Linked DNA regions of Arachis hypogaea: region 2 is linked to region 1. A link is a contact called in public Hi-C data. All regions are on one chromosome and are shown on one strand. The core of a region is the stretch at or near the end of the contact, and the rest is flanking DNA. Distances in the headings are between cores, read along the strand shown.

The links. A called contact is a pair of places that touch in the nucleus more often than the background predicts.
Region 2: a Hi-C map of an unstated tissue shows a contact between it and region 1, with 4 times the contacts expected there. The contact joins the promoter of LOC112794351 here to the promoter of LOC112797065 in region 1. A contact is called at or near these places in 4 of 8 Hi-C or Micro-C datasets (leaf and an unstated tissue).

Annotation. Positions count from the first base shown.
Region 1 is chr4:101,414,295-101,418,492 of arahy.Tifrunner.gnm2.J5K5, reverse strand. It overlaps LOC112797065, which reads right to left and starts at 2,113. Exons shown (of 3, transcript XM_072234687.1): 1 at 793-2,113; 2 at 1-591. The coding sequence starts at 1,926. LOC112797066 reads left to right here and starts at 2,447. Exons shown (of 3, transcript XM_072234686.1): 1 at 2,447-2,925; 2 at 3,415-3,544; 3 at 3,673-4,198. The coding sequence starts at 3,446. The coding sequence ends at 3,930.
Region 2 is chr4:101,545,970-101,550,167 of arahy.Tifrunner.gnm2.J5K5, reverse strand. It overlaps LOC112794351 (putative cyclic nucleotide-gated ion channel 8), which reads left to right and starts at 1,832. Exons shown (of 4, transcript XM_072234688.1): 1 at 1,832-2,127; 2 at 2,256-2,367; 3 at 2,460-2,696; 4 at 2,798-3,639. The coding sequence starts at 1,883. The coding sequence ends at 3,607. It overlaps LOC140173038 (putative cyclic nucleotide-gated ion channel 8), which reads left to right and starts at 841. Exons shown (of 2, transcript XM_072234496.1): 1 at 841-1,404; 2 at 1,488-1,715. The coding sequence starts at 841. The coding sequence ends at 1,715. LOC112794352 (a long non-coding RNA gene) reads right to left here and starts at 104. Exons shown (of 3, transcript XR_003198829.3): 1 at 1-104.

The DNA.
Region 1 (4,198 bases), core at 864-3,363:
TCCTTGAATAAGATTTCCTGAGAGGTCTAAATTGGATAATCTAGACTGATTTCGCAGAAAACTAGGGAACCTTGTCAAATTGCAGGAAGCCAAATTTACATCCCACTTTCTGAGGATGGAAGATATGCCCAAGTCAGTAGTAACATTTGCTTCTATGCCCAAGTCAGTAACATTTGCTTCTATCAACAAGCTATTGTGTGAAAAATCTAGTGTAGTTAGATTTTCAAGCCTCCGAAACATTTTTGTGTATATTGTAACATTTAATTTGTTTGAAGACAACAGGAGTTCTTCTAGTGACTTGAGTTGAAAAATGAACTCAGGAATGGGGCCTTGTAAGCTATTATTGCTCAAATCCAGAGTCTTTAACATGGTGGAAGATAAGTTTGGAAATTCATGTGGGAATGCTTGAAAATTGTTGTTGTAAAGTTTAAGATATTCTAGCAATGGAAGTTCAAAAAGAGAAGAAGGTAGGCTTCCGTTGAGGCGATTGGCCCCTAAATCAATGTAGTTCAACTCCATGAAGCCTTTGAAGTGATCAGATGTAATTGAACCTGTTAAATCATTGTGAGACAGGTCTAAATGAGTGAGATTCTTGAACATATTGAAGGATGGAATTGGCCCTTGTATATTGTTACTGCTTAAGCCTAGATGGCTCAAGAACATGGTAGAAGATAAATTTGAAAACTCAAGTGGGTGACTCTGAAAATTATTGTTGGAAAGTACAATGGTTTGTAGCAATGGGAGTTCAAAAAGATAAGAAGGCAGGCTTCCATTGAAGAAATTGTTAGACACATCTATATGGGTCAGTTTCTTGGACATGTTAAAAGATGGAATTGAATTGGTGAACTTGTTATGTCCCAAATCCAAAATAGTGAGTTCCATGAGGTTTGACATTGAACTGGGGAGTGTTCCACTAAATTGGCTTCCAAAAAGATCTAAGATGGACAACTTCCTCAACTTACTTATAGAACCTGGTACTGCTCCTGACAACTTTGTCATACTCAACTTCAGAGTCTGGAGATGATCATTTGATGCGAATTCCAGCAAAGAACCATACAGATTTGTATTGTCAGATATATCTATAAAAGATAATGCTGATATCTGAAAGATCTTCTCTGGAAACTTCCCTCTCAATTCACAATCACTAAGGCTTAGAGTGGATAGACTTTTGAAATTGGCAAAGGTTTCCGGCACCACAGATGAGAAGTCGTTCCCATCAAGGCGAATCGTGGAGAGATTCTTAAGTTTGTGAAGCGCCGAATCAAGGGGGCCTAAGAGATTGCAATATGACATGCTTATTTCTTGTAGGCCAGGTAGTTGCAACAAAGCATTGCACCATTCCTGTCCCGAAGCACTTATATCAACATAATCAAGATGCAAGTACCTGATCCTAGTGAGGTTTTGGACTAGCTTCTGCAGATTTGGAATATTTAGTTCAATGGATGAGGAGATATCAAGAGTAACTAGCCTTGTCAACTGAGAAATCTCCATTGGAATCTCCCCCACAAAGAAAGCATATGACAGATTCAGATAAGTTAAGTTCTTCAACTTGCTGAATCCAGATGGTATCTTAGAATGGAAGTTGTTGGTAGCCAAATTCAAAACTTGGAGATTCTGAAGACTAAAAAGGCTACTGGAATTGTCAAAACCCCCACAGATTGATTCCTCGCTAAGGTCGAGACCAGAAACATGCCCCTTGTTATCACAGGTTACACCTTTCCATCGACAGCAATCAATGGTTTCATTCCAGGACACCAGTTTGCTTGAATGTTCATGCTCGAATACGAAGCTGCTCTTTAGTTGAAGCAGCAATGATTGTTGATCCTCAAGACATTGGCCATGGACCAATGTGACAGTAACAGCAAGGTGAGTCCAGCAGCAGTAGCAGAATATGAAGAAAAGCCATGAAACTAACGGAATGTTCATTGCACACTATTTGAAGAGACACCACACAACACAACTCAAGGCTCAGAAAGTTTTGAGACAGAGAAATGAATGACCAAAAGCATAGAAATGTTTTGAGCACGGCATGATCAAAGAGACAGACTTAGACTCGGTAAGTGGAGATATTTGTCAAAGTAAACCATGCTCGTACAGAGAAAACAATGTCATAAACTCATAATTTCATGCCGTGTTATACATTTTCCATGTTAGTCCCTTTCTGTCGGAAGATTTTTCCATGTTCTAGCTTGTGAAATGGGGCGTGAATATTAGGAATTTTAGATGAATTTCCACCGCTACTGTTATGGTGGATTCTCATATCATTTTAGATGATGGAGTTAAACATTCATTATTTCAATATTTTGGACAATGGGGTTGAAATCATTTGCATGGTATTAGAGTAATTACTGTCTTATTGAATTGATTGGTGGCTACTGGCTAGTGACTACAAAAATACTTTCTAGTATAAACTAATAGGTAGAAATTTGTCTTAACAGGTCATTTATAGAGAGTAACCGAATAAGTTATAGAAAAGTTATCAGGTGTGCCATTGTCCTTTTTGGAATAGCGCTATTCCTAGCACTAACGGGTAGAAGTGTTTTTTTTGTCGTTATACAAACACTCAAATTACAATAACATCATCGTTTTTTATTTAGGAAATTACATGCAGGGTCAGCTGGATTGGAATAAGGAGAGAGCAATAGCCAAGTTGGTAACAGACTCAACTGGATTGAAGTGAGGAGAGAGCAATAACCAAGTTGGTGTTGGGATCGAATGCGCTAGTTAGCAAAATTGGGGCTTCCAGTGGTGTCAGAAATGGAAGACGGTGAAGGTTTGAGGGTCGGTAGAAATGGCAACGGAGGGTGCAACGGGCAGCATTAGGGGATGTTGGATACGGTGGACCATCATTTTAAGAAGGAAATTTCACTTGAATGCATCGAGACCAAAGTGGACAAAGTTAGACGGACAAATACTACAACTAAAGTTAGTAATAAAGACACATTAGATGTAGATGATGTTTATGATGAAGTATATACATGTTTAATAGTTTGCTTGCAATTGAGAATGGTGTATTGTGAGGCATTGATGGTGGTTTATTGAGTATTGGATTGTAGGAGAGGTGGGTAATGCTGCTAATGCAGTGGAAAGTATGAATGAGCGAACTGCAGTAATGTTGGGAGTGTGCTCGCAACGTGGTCATTAGGAATTGAAATTTGGGAAGGGTTTGAGTGGGAGATTACAAGTGAGACAGGAAAATGGTTAATTATTGCATGTTAAGAGTATGTTGAGTTAATGTGAACGATCATGAAATTGAAATTACTGGTTTAATGATAGTGTTTGAGGTGTATGGTTGTGAATTGTTCTTGTTTCAGTCAGGTTGCATGAAATAATTGCTTGTTGAAATTGGAATTTATGAGATATCTCTAAAAATAATAATTTCAAGACCTGCTTGGTTTGAGCCATTGAGATTAGGTGGTGTGCAGGTCAGACAAAGTGATTCGCAATGGAAGAGGTTCTTGGGTGCTGGATGGAAGGCGCATTTGCGGATGAGGCGGTATTGGATGGAGTGAGTGAAAGGGTGGGGGACGTTGCCTTCGAAGAGGTATGTGGTAGGGAGGTTTGGTTAAAAGATGCATTTTACAATGCGGCAATCCAATGTGAATATGCAAATAGCTTCATTATTTAAGTTTGGCAATGTGAACTCAATACATGAATTAATTATGTTTTCAGGAAATAGCACAACATATGGGAATGAAAGATGATGACGTTGAGGTAGCTGGAGGACAGCAAAGTGTTGAGAATGTAATGGACGCTGCTGAAGTTACGACAATAACGGCTGATGATTTTTTGCGAATGGAGTTCAACAATCCTAAGGAAGCTGCTCGTATATATGAAGAGTACAGTCGGGTGAAGGGTTTTGCTGTTCGACAAGGTAGGAAGATAAAAAACAAGAGAGAAATTTGTGCGGATTACGTATTTGTGCAATAGAAAAGGTTTTCGGGACAAGAAATGGTTAGAAAAGCAGGATCACAAAAGAGAGCACAAGGTTGTCACCCGTTGTGGGTGTCCTGCCGAGATGCGGATAAAGTCAAGGATTGTCACAGGAAAGTGGTTTGTGGCACGTTTTGTGGATGACCATAACCATCATCTTTTGCCTGAAAAGTTTTGGAGTACTTGCCTGCGCACAGGAGGAGATGTCATAAGCATAAAATTCTTTAAGCATGTGAATTCGTTTACAGCAGACAGTCGATGTTAA
Region 2 (4,198 bases), core at 583-3,082, 130 kb before region 1:
CAACGTCGAGGGAAGTGGCAGTTAAAATCCGGGTCGGGTTTGGGAATGGAAGTTCGTTTCCTTGGGATCTGGGCCGGTTTGTTAGCCCGGGTTCTGTCAAAAAAAAAAAGACAACAGTAATCTACACAATTCCTAATTTCTCACTATGACCAAAAAAGAAAAGAGAAGTGATAAATGAATTAAGAAAAATACTTGTTGAACCTTAACAATAACCAAACTAAAATTAAGGGATGAAAATAAAATAAGTTATTAAGATAAATGAAGCTTGCAAAAAAAGATAAATAAATAAAAGCAGGTGTAACTATAATGTCGGGGAAAACATACAGCCGTCATAAGTGTCTTAAATAACCAAATCAGGTGGAGAGATGAATTCCGATGCATGTTTCTCCTTCTCTTTCTCTACTTGTGGATCTCTTTTTGGCTCTGCATTCTTATGGTTGTCATTCCCATGCACGCAGAATCATCCGCTTGTTCAAACATCGCCATTAATTATATGTATTAAGTTCATCTTCAAATCATAGATATGTTTAATAATTAATATAATTTAGTTGCTGATCCCGTCTTTCATCCTTGGGCATTTGGTATTAAGAATACCGGAGACACATGCATATGCACTCGTTATTTTCTTCACGGCAATATCTGTCTGTCTGCTTTATAATTGTACGTAGGAGCATTAAACTGCTTGTAATCTTCAAAACATTTGATTGATTGTATTTCACACAGTAATAGGAGAGCTTTACCAGCAGTTAGGCAATAATTAATAATGCAATGTCATCCATGTGCATTAATAATTCCTATTTGATTTGGCGTATGCGCTTGATGCAGCATATATAGGAATAGATGAGGAAACTAAGATTTAATCTGAAAGGACTGGGGCCGCTTCCTCCGACTGGTGGGAGTGGCGGAATAAGGAGAACCGACAATGCATCAAAATCTTTTGGGGTAGGAATGAGAAGGGGGTCGAATGGGCTAAGAGTACTTGGGAGATCCCTGAAAAGTGGAGTGACGTGGGCATCAGTGTTCCCAGAAGATCTTAAAGTGTCTGAGAGAAAAATATTTGACCCTCAAGACAAGACCCTTCTGCAGTGGAATAAATTCTTTCAAGTTTTGTGTATCATATCTGTATCTTTTGATCCCCTTTTCTTTTATCTCCCATATTTCAATCACAAATCATTCTGTCTTGCCATAGACAGTAGCCTGGCAAGCTATGCAGTTACACTCAGAACAATCTTCGATGCTATCTACATCCTTCGCATAAGTTTTCAGTTTCGCACTGCTTTCATTGCGCCTTCTTCTCGTGTCTTTGGACGAGGTGAACTCGTCATAGATCCTGCAGAGATTGCTAAGAGATATTTGCAACGTTACTTCATTGTTGACTTCCTCTCTGTGTTGCCTTTGCCACAGGTTATTAGCTTTTGTTTTGTTTCCTTTCAATTTGGAGATTAATTAAATATTGTTGAGTCGATCATTATTTGTCATGCATGTAGATTGTCGTGTGGAGATATCTTCATGATCCAGCGCGCACAAAGGTATTAGCCACAAAAACGCAACTGTTGAACATTGTCATTCTCCAATATTTTCCAAGATTTCTACGCTTTCTACCTTTGGCCTCAGAGATTAGCAAGACAGCAGGTGTTTTTTCGGAGAATACTTTGGTCGGCGCTGCATATTACTTGACTTGGTACATGCTTGGTAGCCACGTAAGTGCATCTTAATTGCAACCAAAGGTCATGCAAACTTTACTAGCTAGTATGCCTACTATTACTATACATCATCAGCCTTCTTGTGATTCTAATGTGCAATGCTCACGTCACAGATAACTGGGTCTGTATGGTACTTATTAGCTGTAGAACGTAATGACACGTGCTGGAGGAATGCTTGCATGGAGGAAGAGCGATGTTTCACGCATTTCTTGTACTGTGGGGGTTCAAATAAGCGTGCTACTGGCTATGAAGAATGGAGAAAGATTAGCCCAAAGATTCTTAAGGATAAGTGTTCCGCTGATGATGACGACGCCCCATTTGACTATGGAATTTTCAATCAAGCCATAACATCTAATATTGTTGCATCAATCAATTTCTTTCCTAAACTATGTTACTGTTTATGGTGGGGTGTCCAAAACATAAGGTATTTTCCTAATCAAGCTACATTAGTGTATTGATTATTGGGACTTGTTAAGAAGTGTGTTTGAAGCTGTGTATCTGTTAACAGGTTTTACTAAGCTAAGAAGCTTCCTTCTATTTTGCTTTACGCAGCACACTTGGTCAAGGGCTTCAAGCTAGCACCTACGTCGGAGAAATTCTTTTTTGCATTTTATTAGCTGTTTTGGGACTTGTCCTTTTTGCTGTTTTGATTGGAAAGATGCAGGTAAATGCATGCCAATAAGTGTTGATATATATATATATATTAATTAAAGATGAAAAGGTTTCTATAATAATTTATTTTGGTCTTGTATCCAGAACTTTCTTCAATCGATGTCTGTCCGTCTAGAGGAAATGAGGATCAGAAGACGTGACTCAGAGCAATGGATGCACCACCGCTTGCTTCCAGCGGAGCTAAGGGAAAAAGTTAGACGCTATGAAAAATGTAAATGGTTTAACACACGTGGAGTAGATGAAGAGAGCTTGGTTCAGAAACTTCCCAAAGATTTGAGGAGAGACATCAAACGATACCTTTGTTTGAATTTGGTTAGAAGGGTAAGCTAGGTAGCTATATATATATAAGCAAAGCATGTGTATGTATGTATGTATTATACGTTGATAGATGATGATGCATGGATGGATGGATGGATGATCAGGTTCCTCTGTTTGCCAACATGGATGAGCGGTTGCTGGATGCGATATGCGAGCGACTGAAGCCATGTCTGCATACAAAGGGGACGTGCATAATAAGGGAAGGGGATCCGGTGAATGAGATGTTGTTCATTGTACGTGGCCAACTTGAGAGCGTGACGACGGACGGCGGAAGAAGTGGATTCTTCAACAGAGGTTTTCTGAAAGAAGGTGACTTCTGTGGAGAAGAGCTGTTAACATGGGCACTGGACCCAAAATCATCGTCGAATTTACCGTCATCTACAAGGACTGTGAAGGCCATGGATGAAATGGAGGCATTCGCTCTGGAGGCAGAGGAGCTCAAGTTTGTTGCTTCCCAGTTCAGGCGCCTTCACAGCAGGCAGGTTCAGCACACCTTCCGTTTCTACTCCCAGCAGTGGCGGACTTGGGCTGCCATCTTCATCCAGGCTGCCTGGAGGCGCCACCAGAGGAGGAAAATTGCATCCATGCACCACATAAACAAGCTTGATGATGATGACGATGATGATCAATCCCATCATGATGATGATGACGACGACGATGATGATACAAAGGCCTTGATTCCATCTTCTTCGTTTTCATCTTCTACTGCTAATACTACTACTACTACTGCTGCTGCTACTGCTACTTCTACTATGCTTATTGGGTTAGATTCGGCTATGTATGCTTCCCGGTTTGCAACTAATTTGCGTGGGCAGAGGCCCCGTTCTTCCAGTTCGGAAGGCATCGGCCTTCCCCCCCAAAAGCCTCGAGAACCCGACTTCAGCCATCTTGATGATGATGATGACCCACGCTAATAATCGATCCCATCAACCACTTCTTCAGCTGCTTGCCCAACAATAATATTACATATATTTTTGTATTTATTTTATTGATTAATACAAAATATGTACACCAAATCCCACCTATGTATATTAATAAAATAAATTAGTTACTTTAGGATTCTCATTCGGTTCAACCTTGATATTGCCGTTCGCAATATGGATAATAATTTCCATCTCGGGGACAAAAATATTTAAACAAGGTAGATACCCTAACCAACTTTATAATTATTATCTTTATGTGAAATATTTTTTTAATTTTTAAATAATAAATTATAGAATTAAATTTTGATATGTTATAAAAGTGTTATTTTTATTTAAAAGATGACTAAATACTAAACGAAAATATTTAGTAACAAAAAAAAATTAAAATCAATCAGAATTTATTTTATTTAGCATGTATTAATTACTACAGTAACTAATAAATATTAAATAAGACACATATTCATAATAGTTTGGTTCAAGGTTGTTGAAACTTTCAGGAAGTTTTGTAGTTGCAAAAAATAAAATGAGATTGTCTCCTACAAAATGATCTGTAACATCAGAATCAAGACATCTTGCAAAGAT